Linked DNA regions of Sus scrofa: all the other regions are linked to region 1. A link is a contact called in public Hi-C and HiChIP or PLAC-seq data. All regions are on one chromosome and are shown on one strand. Each heading gives the region's core, a stretch centred on a gene start, on an enhancer-like site or on the middle of the called end of the contact. The rest is flanking DNA. Distances are from core to core; before and after follow the strand shown. Region 1 holds the start of CSTB (cystatin B). Region 2 has its middle 7.7 kb from the start of CRYAA. Region 3 holds the start of PFKL (ATP-dependent 6-phosphofructokinase, liver type).

Region 1 (5,001 bases), core at 2,278-4,777:
ACTCAGGAAAACCTATTACCTCTTCCTTAATGACCCAAAAGAACTGCGATGGGGGCCTGCACCAGACGAGCACCACTACCAGAAATAAGAGTTTTATCGGAAAGACTCCCCTGCACGGCTCACGTCAGTTACTAGCCTCTGCTCCCCAAGGCCTGGGAGCCCCCGGCCCGGACCCTCGATTGCCAGGCTTGCTCTTGGTCTCACGTCCCCGGGGCTCCTACATGTAAGAAATGAACCTGATTTCCTCCCGCGCATCCGTCTGATATCAATGTAATTATTAGTCCAGCCGAGGAATCCAAAAGGCAAGAAGGAAGACGTGCATGTCTATGACGGCCTCGCGGGAAGAAGGGACCACGAGACGCTGAAGACAAACCCGGGGCTTCTGCCAACTCTGGGAAAAGCAGCGAGCACAAGCGAAACTTCAAAACTGCTTGAATTTAAAACTGGGAATCCCGACCTGACTCATCGGGGCAAGGATCTGGCGCCGAGACTGCAGCGGTGCGGGTGGCTGCTGTGGCGGGGGTTCTGTCCCTGGCCCAGGGAACCTCTGCATGCGGACGTGGCCAAAGAGAGAAAAGAAAAGAAAGGATAAACTTGATCCTTCTGCCTCCAGATTTCAAATGGGAATGACGGTGGGGAGACCGGATTCTTGCGAAATGAAACACCACGGTATTGGAATGAGAGGTGTCAGCATCATTCAGGGGCCTCTGGATAGAAAACTAACGCTAAGTATGAGCAAGACTCCTGTTAGTACAGTAATTACAGACAAGGACAGTGACAAATTATCACCTCACCCTAGGGCTCAGACACCGTCCCAAGCGTTTTACGCTCATTGACAGTTACTGCTTAATTTGGGCACAGAGAGGTGTAGCAGTTAGTCCTATGCCACACAGCAAATACCAGGAAGGGCTGGATCAGCACCCAAGCATTTGACCATCAGAGCCTGCCTTCCATGGCAGCTTGAAAACATGCATCTGGACCCAGACATGCAGCCATCAAGCAACACCGACTTGATGACTTGATAAAGCATCACGAGAGGGTGACTAAACACAGGGACCGTGGCTGAACCACATACATGTGACAAGAGAACTCTGACCCACAACCTCTGCGAAAACCATCTGGAAGCCAACCCGCAGCCTCTGCAGCCATTGCCCCAGAAGGCTCGGCAGCCGGCCAGCTTCCCTAATTTTTGCCCCTCATCCTTCTCACTCAGGACAAGCAGAGAGGGCCAAATATGGCCCTGAAATCAATCCCACAGGATGCCCAGCATGTGGTGAGCCCGCCCCAGCTTCCTCGGGCCCACAGCTGCCATCGGGGACCCCCACCCCCACCCCCAGCCTCCCTTTTCTCTGGTAGAAGCCCCCCCTCCCCCGCCTGCCTGGGAGTCTCTGCCAAACCCAAGTGACATTGCCCTTCTTGGTCATTATTTTTGGCTTTGTTTTCGACAGAGATGAGTTCTGCATTTTTATGGGGTCAAATCCCGCTCTCATTCATTCATTCAATCGTGAATTATGTCTCGTTTATAATTAATAGTAGGAGTTCCCCGATGGCCTGGCGGTTAAGGATGCAGCTGTTGTCACGGCTGCAGATTGGGTCACTGCTGTGGTGTAGGTTTGATACCTGACCCAGGAACTTCCGAATGCCGTGGGTGAAGCCGGGGGAGAAAAAAAAAAAACCAAACTCACGTCCAGTGTGTTTCCTCTTGGCTTTCTTTTCCCTCTTTTTGCTCCCTTCTGTGCTGGCCATACCTGTTCAATCACATTTTTGTCTAATCAACGAGGAGCAGGGGACGCAGGGCCCTGGAGCCACAGCCCTCCAGGAAGCATCACTGTTTATGGGCTCTTCTGAGTCATCCTCAAGGGCAAGATGACCCTTCCAGGTTCTACGGACACAGGCCCTGTGGTCACAGGCCACCAGACTCAAGACACGTAGACCGCAGGCCAGGAACCCCAGTTCCTCCGTTCCCTTTTAGGACCTGCTAACCCAGAAGCCAAGTGGGAGTGGGGCTGAGGCTCGCCTCCCCTTCCCCTGCTGGGATCCCTGCTGCAAATCCCCCACCGGAATCTGGCTCCTGCGCTCAGGCCTTTGCTGGATTTGTCTCTCCCCGGCTCCCAGGCCTCAACCACACATGACCTCAGGTGCTTTCCTGCACCTGCCCTGGCAGGCACTAGAGGCTCAGCTCCTGGCACCTGCTCACGCACCACTCTTACTGGGGCTGTGCCCTGGGCCCACCAGGAGGCGAGGCTGGGCCTGAGCCCGCAGAGTCAGCACCCGGTCATGGGAGAGGGCCAGCGCCCACTGGGGTGCAGCCCTGCAGGGAGGGGGCGGCTGAATCTTTTTGAAAGGCAGGTCCTGTCCAGGCAGCCCCATGGGCCCCACCCTCCTGGATAAGACAGGGGCCTGTCCCCTCCCAGGTGCTTGAACCTCATCTAAATCCTAAGCCAAATCCCATCAGGACCAAGCCCTTAACTGACATCCTGGATCTGACCCCCGCCCCAGCCCGAGGCCTTAGGAGTCATCAGCTCGCCATCACTGGACTCCTTTGTGCCTTTTCTGTCCACCCACGTCAGCACTGGGCCCCCAGCGCACACACTTGTGATGCACACAGCAGCCCACACAGCAGGTGGACACAAGTGGGGCACCTTTGCTGGTGCCGGGGCCAGGCGAGCAGAGGAACAGGGCAGTGAGCAGAGGAACTGTCAGGGCGGCGACTGCGCGTGGGGCCTTCTCTCCCCTCTGTCCGCACGTCTCAGGTCCAGCTGCCCCCTCCTCTCCAGATTCCAAATGCCGGCGTCATTTCTGGACCTCCCCCTGTCATCACATCAAACTTGGGGGGGGGGGAACTAAGGCAGGGCAGAGGGATCAGGGAGCACTGTGCGGTCTGGGGGGCCAGGATGGAGCCAGGCTGAACCATCTCCACCCCGCATGCTACCGGGCCAACATTCCCCACAGGGCAGCGCGGGACTGGGACAACTCCCACCCACCCACCGTGCCCACCCTGCGCCCACCCCCACCACTCCTCTCCCGATATTCCCCGCGCTGCATCCCCACTCCCACACCCCATCCTGCAGGGCAGCGTCCACCCCCGGGGGATCGGAACCCCACCGTCCCCACCCTCCGCCCCCTCCCGCTGGGCGTGGGCCACACCCGCCCCGGACCCCGCCGGCCCTGCCCCCACTCGCGCCCCATCCTGCGGGCCCCGCCCCCCGACTCGGCCGCAGGGAGGACGCCACCCAGCTCCGGGGGGGAGATGGCCCTGCAGCACACGACCCTTGGCCCCGAGACGGTGCCTGCCGGGGGTCCCAGGCTGCGACCGTGCGCCTTCCCCGCGTCCGTCGCGAAGGGGGTGCCGCGCGCCCCATTCCCAACCCGGACGCCCCGCGCCGTATTCCGATCCCGGCATCCACCCCCCCGCCCCGCCTTGCGTAGTGGTTCCGCCCGCGCATCACATGACCGCCTCTCTAGGTATTTGTGCTCCGCGGAGGTCCGCCACTCCGCCACTGTCCGCTGCTCCTACGTGACAGTCGCTCCGCGACCGCCGCCCGGTGTCTGCGCCCGTCCACCGCCACGATGATGTGTGGCGCGCCCTCCGCCACGCAGCCCGCCACGGCCGAGATCCAGGCCATCGCCGACAAGGTCAGGGCTGCGAGGGGCGGGCCGGGTCCTGGGGGCCGGGGTTGGCAGCAGGCCTCGCCGCTGGGAGGGAGGCGGTGCGCCCGTGCGCATCCCCCCGCCCCGAGGGCCGGGCTGGGCGCAGGACGATGCCCCTGCACGCCTGTCAGGCGCGAGCCGAGGTGTGCACAGAGGGAGGGCCGCGAGGGGACGATTCCGCAAAAGCGCTCAGCAAACCCTGCAGCCTGTGAGTGAGGTCACCGTGAGCGAGTCTGGGGACGGGGCACACCGGCGCCCTAGACTCAGACTTGCACGTTTGTTGCGTGCACGTTTGAAACAGTCACCAGAACCAGGCAGAGCCTGGTCCAGACCCTGGGCGGCTGTGGCGCTGCCTCCAGAGGCACCTGGTGGGCAGGAGCCGGTGAGGATGGAAGGAGCGCGCCCTGCACTACCTGTCATCGGTGAGGCAGGGCGGGCTTTACGAGACAAGTTCAGGGCACAGGAAGGCTGAGTTCCGATAAGAGGGGGAAAAAGGAGACAAACTTTCATCTCCTTTAATGCGGCCCCGCTTCCTAAACTGGAGGCAGGAGGTCAGCGCCCTGTCCTTGCTCAGGTGGCCCTGACCATCTGCAAACCGTGGTGGCGGTGAGTCCGTCTCTCGGGGCTTTTGAAAATGAGCGAGTTCCCAGGGCGGAGTGTGAGCGGGGCTGGGAGGCGGTTCCTACAGCTCTTAGCCCACAGCCACCCAGAGCCCAGCCACCCACCTCTTCCTGGTTCTCCAGGCTGAAAAGTCCCCGCGTGTCACGTGAACTCTGTGTGTCACCTCCCTCGGGAAAACGGAGTTGCTGTTTCGAGGGCCGCTGGGTTAGATGTCCCTCCCTTGAAAGTGACATGTCAGTGGACAGTTGTTGTTGCTGCTGGGCAGGGGCACCGTCTGGCGGCCTTGGCACTGACGCTTTCGGGAGCGGTCTGGGCTGCAGATGAGCACCGAGGCCGGAGATGGGGCCCCGGTCAGAAGCTGGCCACGGTGGTTCCTTCTGTCCCACCTCATCGAGTGGTCAGCTCCTGTCTCAGAGCCTTCTCTCCGTTCCTCCTGGGCCCCTCAGGGCTGGGAACTGGCAGGTCCCCTTGGCCACAGCCCAGCCCACCTTTCTCCTGGTCAACAACTGCCGGCCCCCGGGCTGTGGCCTGGCCTGGCGTTGGTGGCCTCCACATTCCGTGTTCCGCCGCCTCTGTTGGGGCGGGGGTTTCTCACCTGTGCTTGCAAAGGGCAGGGGCTTTCCTGCCTCCACTCCTGATACCGAGAGATTGTTCCCGCCTCCCGGGGGGCTTGGGGCTGTCCCTCAGCCCCCTGGGCTTGTAAACTATCTGCAGGGTCACTTCCCCGCA
Region 2 (4,397 bases), core at 1,606-4,105, 410 kb after region 1:
AGGTCGAGGCACCACGGATCCCCTCACAAAGGGTCTCGACCCCAGTGAACCCGGACTGCGGCCGCGCCGGGCCTCCCACCCCAGGCCTCCCGCGCCTGGTCGATGCTTCTGGGCCTCTGTCTCTCCTTGATTTCCTGATTTATTTTTTCTCGTGGAAAACCTCCTACGGCAGGTCCCAGGCTAGGGGTCGAGTCAGAGCCGCAGCCACGGCCACACGGGATCCGAGCCACATCCGCCACCTATACCACAGCTTGAAGCAACCCCGGACCCTTAACCCACGGAGTGAGGCCAAGGATCGAACCTGCATCCTCACGGACACTATGTTGGGTTCTTAACCTGCAGAGCCACAGTGGAAACTCCTTCTTTAAAGTGGGTCAGTGTCTGCCCTGCCGAGCTCAGAGCTGCCCTCCAGGGACAAGGGCAGTGGCGCACGTGACGTGTCCCAGCCGCCGAGGGCTGTGTGACTCAGGGCCGTCCGTCCTGGTCGCGGGTGGGAGAGTGACGCCCCAGACGTGTCTCAGGTCCAAACCCCAGAACCCGCAAAGCTGCCCTTATTGGGAAAGGGTCTCGGCAGATGAAACGAACGTAAGGATTGAGGTGCAGCCGTTCCGCTTTTACACGAGCGGACCTCAGCGCCCGTGGCTGGTGTCCTCCCGAGACGACCACAGGGGACTGTCCACCCCCCGGGATAGACTGCGATGGCAAAGAGAAGAAAAAAGAGCGAGTATGAGAAGAACTGAGTCACTGCACGGCAGACATTGGCACAACATTGCAAATCAACTATTCTTTAATTTTTTAAATTAAAAAGACGAAAGGGAGAAGAGCAGAGAGCCACAGGCAGGAGGTCGGTGGCCCTGGAGGCAGAGACTGGGGGGCGGGGGCAGACGCAGCCCCAGGAGCGGGAAGAGGCAGGAGGACCCGCAGCCCCTGGGGGGCTGACAGCCACAGACACCTTCCTCCCACACTTCTGGCCTCCAAATAAATTTCTGTGTTTGAAGCTGCCCGGTTTGTGGCCACCTGTCCTGGCAGCCCCCCGGAAACCGGCACGGCCCTGCGGTCTGCCTGTCGCCAGAAACACGCTGGACGGTGGCTGCAGGAACGGGCAGTGAGAAAGTCAGGACCCGGCTCAGGAGCGGTCAGCTGGGGTTCGCATCCCCCCCACCCCCGCCCCAGGCCACTCCTTATAATTCAGCTTTTCACAGGAAACCAGCAAAAGGAAGCACCTGCTCCAGTAAGTCCCCGCAAGGGAGCCCAGGGTGAGCTGTCCGCATGGACTTGCACACAAAGTCCCCACACATGGCTGTCCCCAAACATAGCTGTCCCCAGCCATGGGGAGGAAAGCGGCCCTGGTCCCCCCCAGGAATTGCTCCATCATCACCGGAAAGCTGCCAAGGTCCCGCAGTCGTGTGGGCAGAATGTGGGCATCCCACCTCTACCCCCCTGGTCTGACTGGTCTCCCCGGTGCCCCCCCATCATACTTAGCAACCTGCAAACCCACCCTTAAGTGCAGTGAGGCTCTGTCTGAAGAGGTTTTGGAAAGATGTGTTTTTAAGCACAATATTTATTATTGTTGTTGTTGATTTCTGGCTCCTGGGGGTGGGGGGCTGGGCGGAGATGAAGGCAAGAGGGAAGAGCCTGGGGAAGAAGGAGCAGCCTGATCCTCATGTTCCTTGCCCGTGACCTTGGGGTGCCCTTGAGCACACCGTGCCCTCCCCCCCTCCAGGCTCAGCAGCCAGGCGCTGCAGCCACACCGAGACGGCCAGGCGTTCCCAAAAGCCCCTCGTGAAAGGGACTGCTCGCCAGCACACAGGGAGGCTCCCCTCAAGGGGGGGAGACGGGCAGGATATGTCTGGCGTGGTTGTGTCTTCAAGTTCAAGCACACATCAGACAGAGAGAAGCTGACGGGAGGCAGGAAATAGAGCCTAGAGCCTGCTCGTGGCCATTGCAGGTGCGTGTAGTGCGTGTCTGTGTGTGCATATGTGTACACAGACGTGCAGACGTGCATACTCTGCACCTGTGGCTCACACTATGTGTTGTGCATGTGTGTGTGCTTGTGTGTTTGTGTTTGCATGTGCATGTGACTTGAGCCGTACGTGCACGTGTGTGCGTGCGTGAGCCCACACACATGCGTGTCTTCTGTTGGGTTCTGTTTTTGTGACAGCAACCTGCACACATCCACCACCCCTGCTCCTGCAGATTCCACCCCCAGCCCAGGATCCTGGAGCAAACTCACAGCGGCAGAACCCCCAGCCTGGCCACCCCAGCAGCCAGGACGCTGGCCCTAATGTGGGCCACATGGGGGCCGCAGCCCTGGGCCAGGCCGCCCCTCCCCGGCCCCAGCCTGGGCGGAATCCCCTTTGGGCAGCCCACTCCCATCCCAAGTCCTGAAGGCCAAGGGAGGTGCTAGGTGGCAGGCACCGCCCTGACTCCAGGAGACAGGTCCTGGCCTTGTCCCTCAGGTCCCAGGCCCCCCTGGTGGCTTCCCCTTGGACGTGCGGTCTGACACAGGTGCACAGCCTCGGGGTGTAGCATCTGGCTGATGAGACCGCTGACCTGTGACCCCGCCACTGTGCCCACCCGCATCAGGTTCCTGTCTGACACGGCTGGACACAGTGTTGAGGCACTGTGTTAGGGCTGCCTGCCAAGGCCATGTCCCCTCTGGGCACGTGGCAGGACCCGAGGCTGCTCTAGAGTCTTCCCAGAAAGAGACCGTGGGAGCCAGCAGGCCCATGGCCAGAGAGGGCCGACACACGACGTCATTCTGCCAGGGGGGAGATCCCCCAGAGCCACAGGGGGCCCCCCCCACATGGTGCTGGCCTGCCAGGCAATGATTTGCCCCTTTTCAAATGATTTCACAAACAAGAAAACGAAACAAAAACTGCTTGTTGTAAAGAAATACCACTGGCTCCCAGTGGGGCTTTTCTTTTCAGTGTCCTCTGTTGGACACCCACTCCCTGGGTCAGGACGGGGTTTCCCAGAGCTCTCGCGGCCGGCCCACCCCCAGGAGCTGGTCGCAGCAGATGCGCGGCTGCTTCTGGACCCGTGAAGGTGACCTCTCAGCTCCGCCCCTTCTTCCCGCGAGGGCCGGGCGGCCAAGACAAAGCCTCTGCTGGCACCTGGTGGTGAGTCTTGGAAACGCAGGAGGCCACGGGCTTGCTGGACGCCCCTGGGAGAGAGTACCATCCCCCCCACCCCTCCCACTCCCCCCCACCCACCCTGCGCCTCGTGAACTGGTGAGAAGCAGGATCTGATACTCAGAGGGCCTCAAAAATCTGCCTGTGGTCACACAGCAAGTCACCTGCAGATCAGGACCAGGCTGACTTCTTCAGTGCCTTCTGACTTGGGGTGAGCTGTGAGGCTGTATAATGACACCTGTCGTGCAGGGGCTGGAGTCCTGCCTTTGAGCTCAGACAGGCAGGGTGAGTCCTGGCCGGGCCCTCCCCGATGGGAGCGCCAGGTAAGTGACTCAGCCTGGAAGCCTGCTTTTCTCCCTAACAGTGGAGCCCGTTACAGGCAGCTGGGCTGCTTTGGGGCTGCCAGCTGCCAGTGTGGCTGGCACAGTGTCTGGCACACAGTAGGTGCTCCGCCAATGCTCTTCCTGCTGCTGCTGCTGTTGATAAATGTCAGTGATGACCCTGCAGCTCAGGGTGACCGTGAGATCCCGGAGGGGACCTCGGTTCCTGCTCCAGAACCACGTAACCACGTGCAAGCCTCCTATTTGCTGGAATGAGAAGGTGCCCCTCCCCCCAGGATCTAGAATGAGACCTAGGGGTGGGGAGGCTGCTCTGCCGCCAGGCCACACCCCGTCACTGACCCACCCACGGAGGCAGCTGCTGTTACTCCGGAGTCCCTCAGGCTCTCCTGGATGTGAGTTTCTCGTGGAGAATTATCAGCTCGCAGACTCCTGGGCTTCAGCCCCACACAGGCCAATTCGGCAGGTCTGGGCCAGGGCCTGGGCATCTGTATTTGTGCAGGACTCTGAGTGGGGCCCACAGACCATCAGTTTCAGGGGATGCTGGCCAACCCGCCTTCACAGTTTGGTGGTGGGGACAGCCGCGTGTCCTAGGGTGAATAAGGCTGGACTCCAGTGGCCCAGGACTGTCTGGGGAGTGGCCCCCAGGCAAGACGTGACCAGAAGTGGACAGGGTGGGGGGAAGGCCAGCGGGCCAAGAAGCATCAGCAGGCAGCAGAGGCGGGGCAGCCGTGCGGGAGGTGAACCCCGGGCCTACAGCACGTGGACAGGCGTGAGTCTGGAGGGAGGAGCAGGAAGGGCAGCAGGTGGTCCCTTGGGTTCTGAAGTTCTTCCTACAACAGCCCGCGGCACTGACACTGGCAGAGCACCATGGTCAGAGCTCTGGGGCCGCCCGATGCCTGGTGGGCATGCCTGGTGCCCCCGA
Region 3 (4,484 bases), core at 1,916-4,415, 460 kb before region 1:
CTCTTGAATCTTAGATCGGGCTTGTGGCTGCTGCCATGGAGATGGACGCCCAAGGGCGTGGGCTTCCCTGTAAACCGCTATCAGCTGCCTTTCTAAGAGGGCTTCTTTAATTTCCCTTTAATCTGCTTTTCTTTCTTAAAATAAATCCTGGGCAGCAGCCACAAGCCCCACAGGTCAGAGGAACAGGCGTGAGGCCGCAGCCACCAGCCGATGACCGCCCCTGGACCCCTCGACACTCGACCCTTAACCTTTGACCTCTCCACCCCGACCCTCAGCCCTCCAGAAGGCCTGCAACGGATGACTTCCTGTTGGAGGAAATGGATCCACAACCAAACTGATGTCTGGGTGGGTGCACCTGCCCCTAAGGTGACTGTGTCACCATTAGTTTCTGGGGAAACAAAACGTCCAAGAGAGACGTGGTCCCGGAGGACACGGGGCCCAGCAGGTGTGCGCTTCACCATCAGGGGACGCGACGACGCGGCAGCGTCCTCACCGGCAGATACCGGGCGGCGCTGCCCACACGCATACCCCGGAGAGGCAGGAGCTGCGGGCTTGGGAGGGACGGGGAGCGGGTGGATGGAAGCGGGGGCCGGGCACCTTTGCACAAAGAGACATCCTCGAAGTGCCTTCCCTCAACTCACAGGCACTGACCCTCGGCCAACAGGAAGTGCGGGGGACACGCTTCCAGGCTGGAAGCTGCCGCAGGAACCTGCCAGAGCGCTGGCCCTGCCCACTGCCCATGGTTTACAGAGGGAAACTGAGGCCCGAGGGCCGAGCTCAGGGCAAGCGGCACAGCTGGTCGAGGGCAGCCCGATCAGGACGGGGCTGGCCTCCCGCCGTCAGCCTGGCTGGTTTCACTCATTCCAACCAACGCAGACATTGGCGTCTGGGAAGAAGGGACAGCAGACTGGGTGCCCATTCTCCACGGCTGCCCCAGCTCTGTGCACGCGGGAGGGCACACGGGGGAGGGTCCACGTGGCACCATCGGGTCCCTAGAGGCCAGCCTCCATTTGGAAGGGGGCCCAGGGGCTCAGTGGGGGCCCCGAAGGAAGACTGAGCCCCACCGTCTGGGGCCAGTTCCCTGGAGCGGAGCTGGCGAGAGTGAGCGGGTGCAGGGCGGACACTCACTGGCCGCCTTCAGAACTTACGAAACAGACAGGCTCTCTTCCCAGCTGGCCCTGCATCTTCCTGCAGGCGCGGCCCGAGCCCTAAGCTGGGGGAATTTGCAAAGGCTTCCTCCCTCACGGCCCCAACTAGAGAGACGTGGTCACTGCTCCAGGGTCTGGGGCAGCGAGGGCACCACAGGAGGTGGGGCAGCCAAGGTCAGCCCAGATGGCGGTGCACTGACGGCCGCACTCCAGCGCGTCCAGGAAGCGCCGCCCGGTCTGTGTCGGGCACCAGGGCTGGGCAGGACGAGTGGAGACCCACAGGTCAGGCAGGCTCTGCCTTCAGCTGGCCCGCCTGCCATGGGTTCCTTCCTCCCCGGCCCTTCAGCAGCCCCCACTGAGGCCACGTCCTGTTAGGTTCGTGCCAGGGGAGCGGGACACACCACCCAGCGGGCTCTGTGCCGCCACCTAAATGCATGTCCTATGCTTCCCAACCCCCCACCCAGTGCCGGCGTCATCGTCTCCATGGTGCAGACAGGAGACTGGGGCGAGACCCCTGTGCCCAGGCGAACCCAGGCCTCCCTGGAGAGGCGGGGCCTCCCTGGAGAGGCGGGGCCAGCCCCCTCAGGATGTCTGCCCTCCACACACCCGGCCCTTCCTGGGCTCCAAACTCACAAGATGATGCTTGCCCAAAACCACCCTCCAAGCCTGCTCTCCTCAGGCCCCGTGGGCCCCCCGGCCACATTCTAAGAAAAGCCCCACTGCCAGCAACAGGCTGCAAGCGCTCCAGCCACGCGGGTTGCAGACATGCAGCAGAGCACAGTGCCCGCCCGCCAGGCCGGGTCCAGAGAGCTGAGCCCTGCGCAGGCCGGCGGGATGCAGGCAGCGCTGATTCCTCCGGCCTCCTGGGCTGGCGCCCTGGTGAAAGCCCCTCCCTCCTACCTCTTCCCTCTTGGGGGGGAGCAGGGGCTCAGGGCCTGCGGCAGGCCCAGGAGGTGTGTGTCTGCGCTTTCTGATCTGGAGGGAGGCAGACCAGGCCCAGTCATGAACACTGAAGGTGCCAGCTCTCTCCCTCCCAGGCAGGCCTGCCTCCCGGGCTATGTCAGGTCTCTCTCTGGGTTCCAGGAGTGCGGTGCGGCCATGCGGCCAGGCACAACAGGTGCCGCCCTGGCCATCCCAGGCGGAGGCGCTGGAGAGCAGCAGTCTGACCAAGACCAGGCCTCCAGGAGGGGCCGCCTGGAGGGGCACTTGCCCAGCTCTGCCAGGTCCTGGCTGCAGGGCGCAGGGCAGGCCACGAGGAAGGCCACAGTCTTTGGCTCCCCATGTACCAGGGGTCGAGAAGAGGGCCGCGCTAAAGAAAAATGCCCCAGAGCCACCCTGGAAGCTGGTTTGGGGTTAACCCTATGCCCCCAGGTCGTGTTTCAGAACCAGGAAGAGCCGGGTTCTCCCGGCCTGCGGGGACCTGCCCAGCCTTCCGAGGCTTCCGCGCAGCGTGGCCTCCAGGAAAGGCGGTGGCGGTTCCTGACCCCGCCACCGGGAAAGGGCGCAGAGAGCGACCGGGGGGCAAGAGCGCCCTGTCCCGGCCGCAGCCGGCCGCACAGACACACCCCCGGCGGGCGGGGCGCAGAGGCCGTGGTGGGTGGCACGTACGCGGGCCCGGCGCGTCGGGGCGGGTGCAGGACTGGAATGGGGACCCGGACGGGGGCACGAGGACTGGGAGAGGGCGGGAGGCGGAGCCCGGCTGGGGCACCGGCTGGCCGCGCGCCTCAAGTGCTGGTCGAGGGTGGCCAGCGCGCCCCAGGGGCCCGGGGAGCACACCCGCTGCCCGCGGGCGACCGGCGGTGCGCCAGCACCCACCTTGCGCATCGCCGCCGCTGGTCAGCACGCCGATGGCCTTGCCGGCCCCCGACGTGCGCAGCTTCTCCAGGTCCACGGTAGCCATGGCGGCGCCGACTCCGCCGAGCTCGCTCTCCCGCCCCGCGCCGCCGCTGTCGCCAGGCCCGCCCCGCGCCCTGCGCCCCGCCCCGGCGCCGTGTGAGGTCACCGGTGTCCACGCCGGCGGGGCAGCGGGGGCGGAGCGCGGGGCGGGGCCGACGTGCCTGCGCCACCGCCCCCGGTCGCAGGCGCGCACCCCGGGTACCTGCGCCGCAGGACTGCGCCTCCTCCCGACCGTGCCAGCCTCCTCGGCCACGTTTCTAAACCTGCTCCGTCTAACAAGTGGGGAGCGTTTAGGGAGGGGCTGTCGGTCACAACTTGTGGCCAAGCTGGTCAAGTACGGTGGCCAGACGAGAGGCAAGTCGGGGCGGCCAGAATGTGTCCCTCTGCCAAGCGCTGCCTGCCTGGCTCCTCGGAGGAATTTGTCTTTCTGGGCGCCGATCTGCTGCAACTTTGTTCCTTACACGTGACCGCCCCCAAGCTTTAGCTGAAGGCCCACCCAGAGGCGTCTGACTGAGATGCAAAAGGAATTAAGAGGCAAACCCGTCAGCATTCATTCATTCATTCATTCAGCTGTCACTCCAGGCAATGTTGGCTGGACCCTTGGAAAACTTGCACACTTGCAGCGCCTGGGCGGGGCGGGGGGGGAACCTGGGGTGGGCACCTGAGTCCGGGCGGTGGGCTCTACTTTGGCTGGTCAGTAGGGGAGTCACTCGGAGGGATGGAGCCCCTCCCCCATCCAACCCGCCCCTAAGTGGGGAGCCTGCGCAGTCACAGGAACACATTTGACCCCTGCTCTCCATAAGCCTGGTCACTGGCGGGAGGGTACCCGTGAGCCAGATTGGGGGCTGCAAGGAAAGGCACCCATCCTGACCCAGGGCTGGCAGTGGGTGGGGCCCACTAGGAGGCTGGTGGAGATGCAGCAAGTGTGTTCTGTTTCTTGAGCTGAGCGGTGACACAGGTGTGTTTGCCTTAGGAAAACTCAGCAAGGCTATGAGTTGGGCTTTGTGTGTGTTATATTTGTTCTTTATATATGTTACGTTCTAATACGAAGTTTACCTAAAACTATTCCACTGTAGGGGGAGAGCAAGTGGGAGGTGTTGGAGAGAGAGAATTTCTGTTCTGCAGAAATTGAGCGCGTCCCAGAGCCAGCCGTCCAGCCGGTGCCAGGAGTTACTCACTCCGTAGCGTACACTCACACTTGGCCGAGAGGTGGACTTTGCTAAGAGTTCTTATCATGAGTAACAACAGATGTTTCTTACATTTTGACAGAAGGGAAAGAGGGACCTCATCACTTCCACTTGTACCAAGTCAGGCACGGGTAAGAATCTGGGCGCTCAACTGACCTTCTGGCCTCAGGTTGAGAAGACGGGAGGGCTGCAGGGGTTCTGGGGGAAGACAGCCCACTTGGAATTGTCTGTGCCCTCAGGAGCCCACCCCTGC

The links. Hi-C and Micro-C count contacts between places; a contact is called where the count stands out from the background. HiChIP or PLAC-seq counts read pairs in DNA pulled down with a chosen protein or histone mark.
Region 2: a Hi-C map of retroperitoneal adipose tissue shows a contact between it and region 1, with 1.8 times the contacts expected there. The contact joins the enhancer-like site here to the promoter of CSTB in region 1. A contact is called at or near these places in 1 of 5 promoter capture datasets (liver) and 3 of 47 Hi-C or Micro-C datasets (embryonic fibroblasts, retroperitoneal adipose tissue and subcutaneous adipose tissue).
Region 3: an H3K27ac HiChIP or PLAC-seq map of alveolar macrophages shows a contact between it and region 1. The contact joins the promoter of PFKL here to the promoter of CSTB in region 1. A contact is called at or near these places in 2 of 5 promoter capture datasets (fetal liver and fetal skeletal muscle) and 1 of 2 datasets of contacts at active chromatin or transcription factors (alveolar macrophages).

Annotation. Positions count from the first base shown.
Region 1 is chr13:206,709,124-206,714,124 of Sscrofa11.1, reverse strand. CSTB (cystatin B) reads left to right here and starts at 3,527. Exons shown (of 3, transcript NM_001097496.1): 1 at 3,527-3,636. The coding sequence starts at 3,571.
Region 2 is chr13:206,299,384-206,303,780 of Sscrofa11.1, reverse strand. No RefSeq gene overlaps it. Among named protein-coding and RNA genes, the nearest start is that of CRYAA, 7.7 kb to the right of the region's middle. Within about 2 kb of position 2,855, at least 53 of the 83 cell types and tissues checked have an H3K27ac peak or open chromatin away from gene starts, as enhancers often do. A contact at or near this core is called in liver, retroperitoneal adipose tissue and subcutaneous adipose tissue, where this site is marked.
Region 3 is chr13:207,165,968-207,170,451 of Sscrofa11.1, reverse strand. PFKL (ATP-dependent 6-phosphofructokinase, liver type) reads right to left here and starts at 3,165. Exons shown (of 22, transcript XM_021071510.1): 1 at 2,964-3,165. The coding sequence starts at 3,048.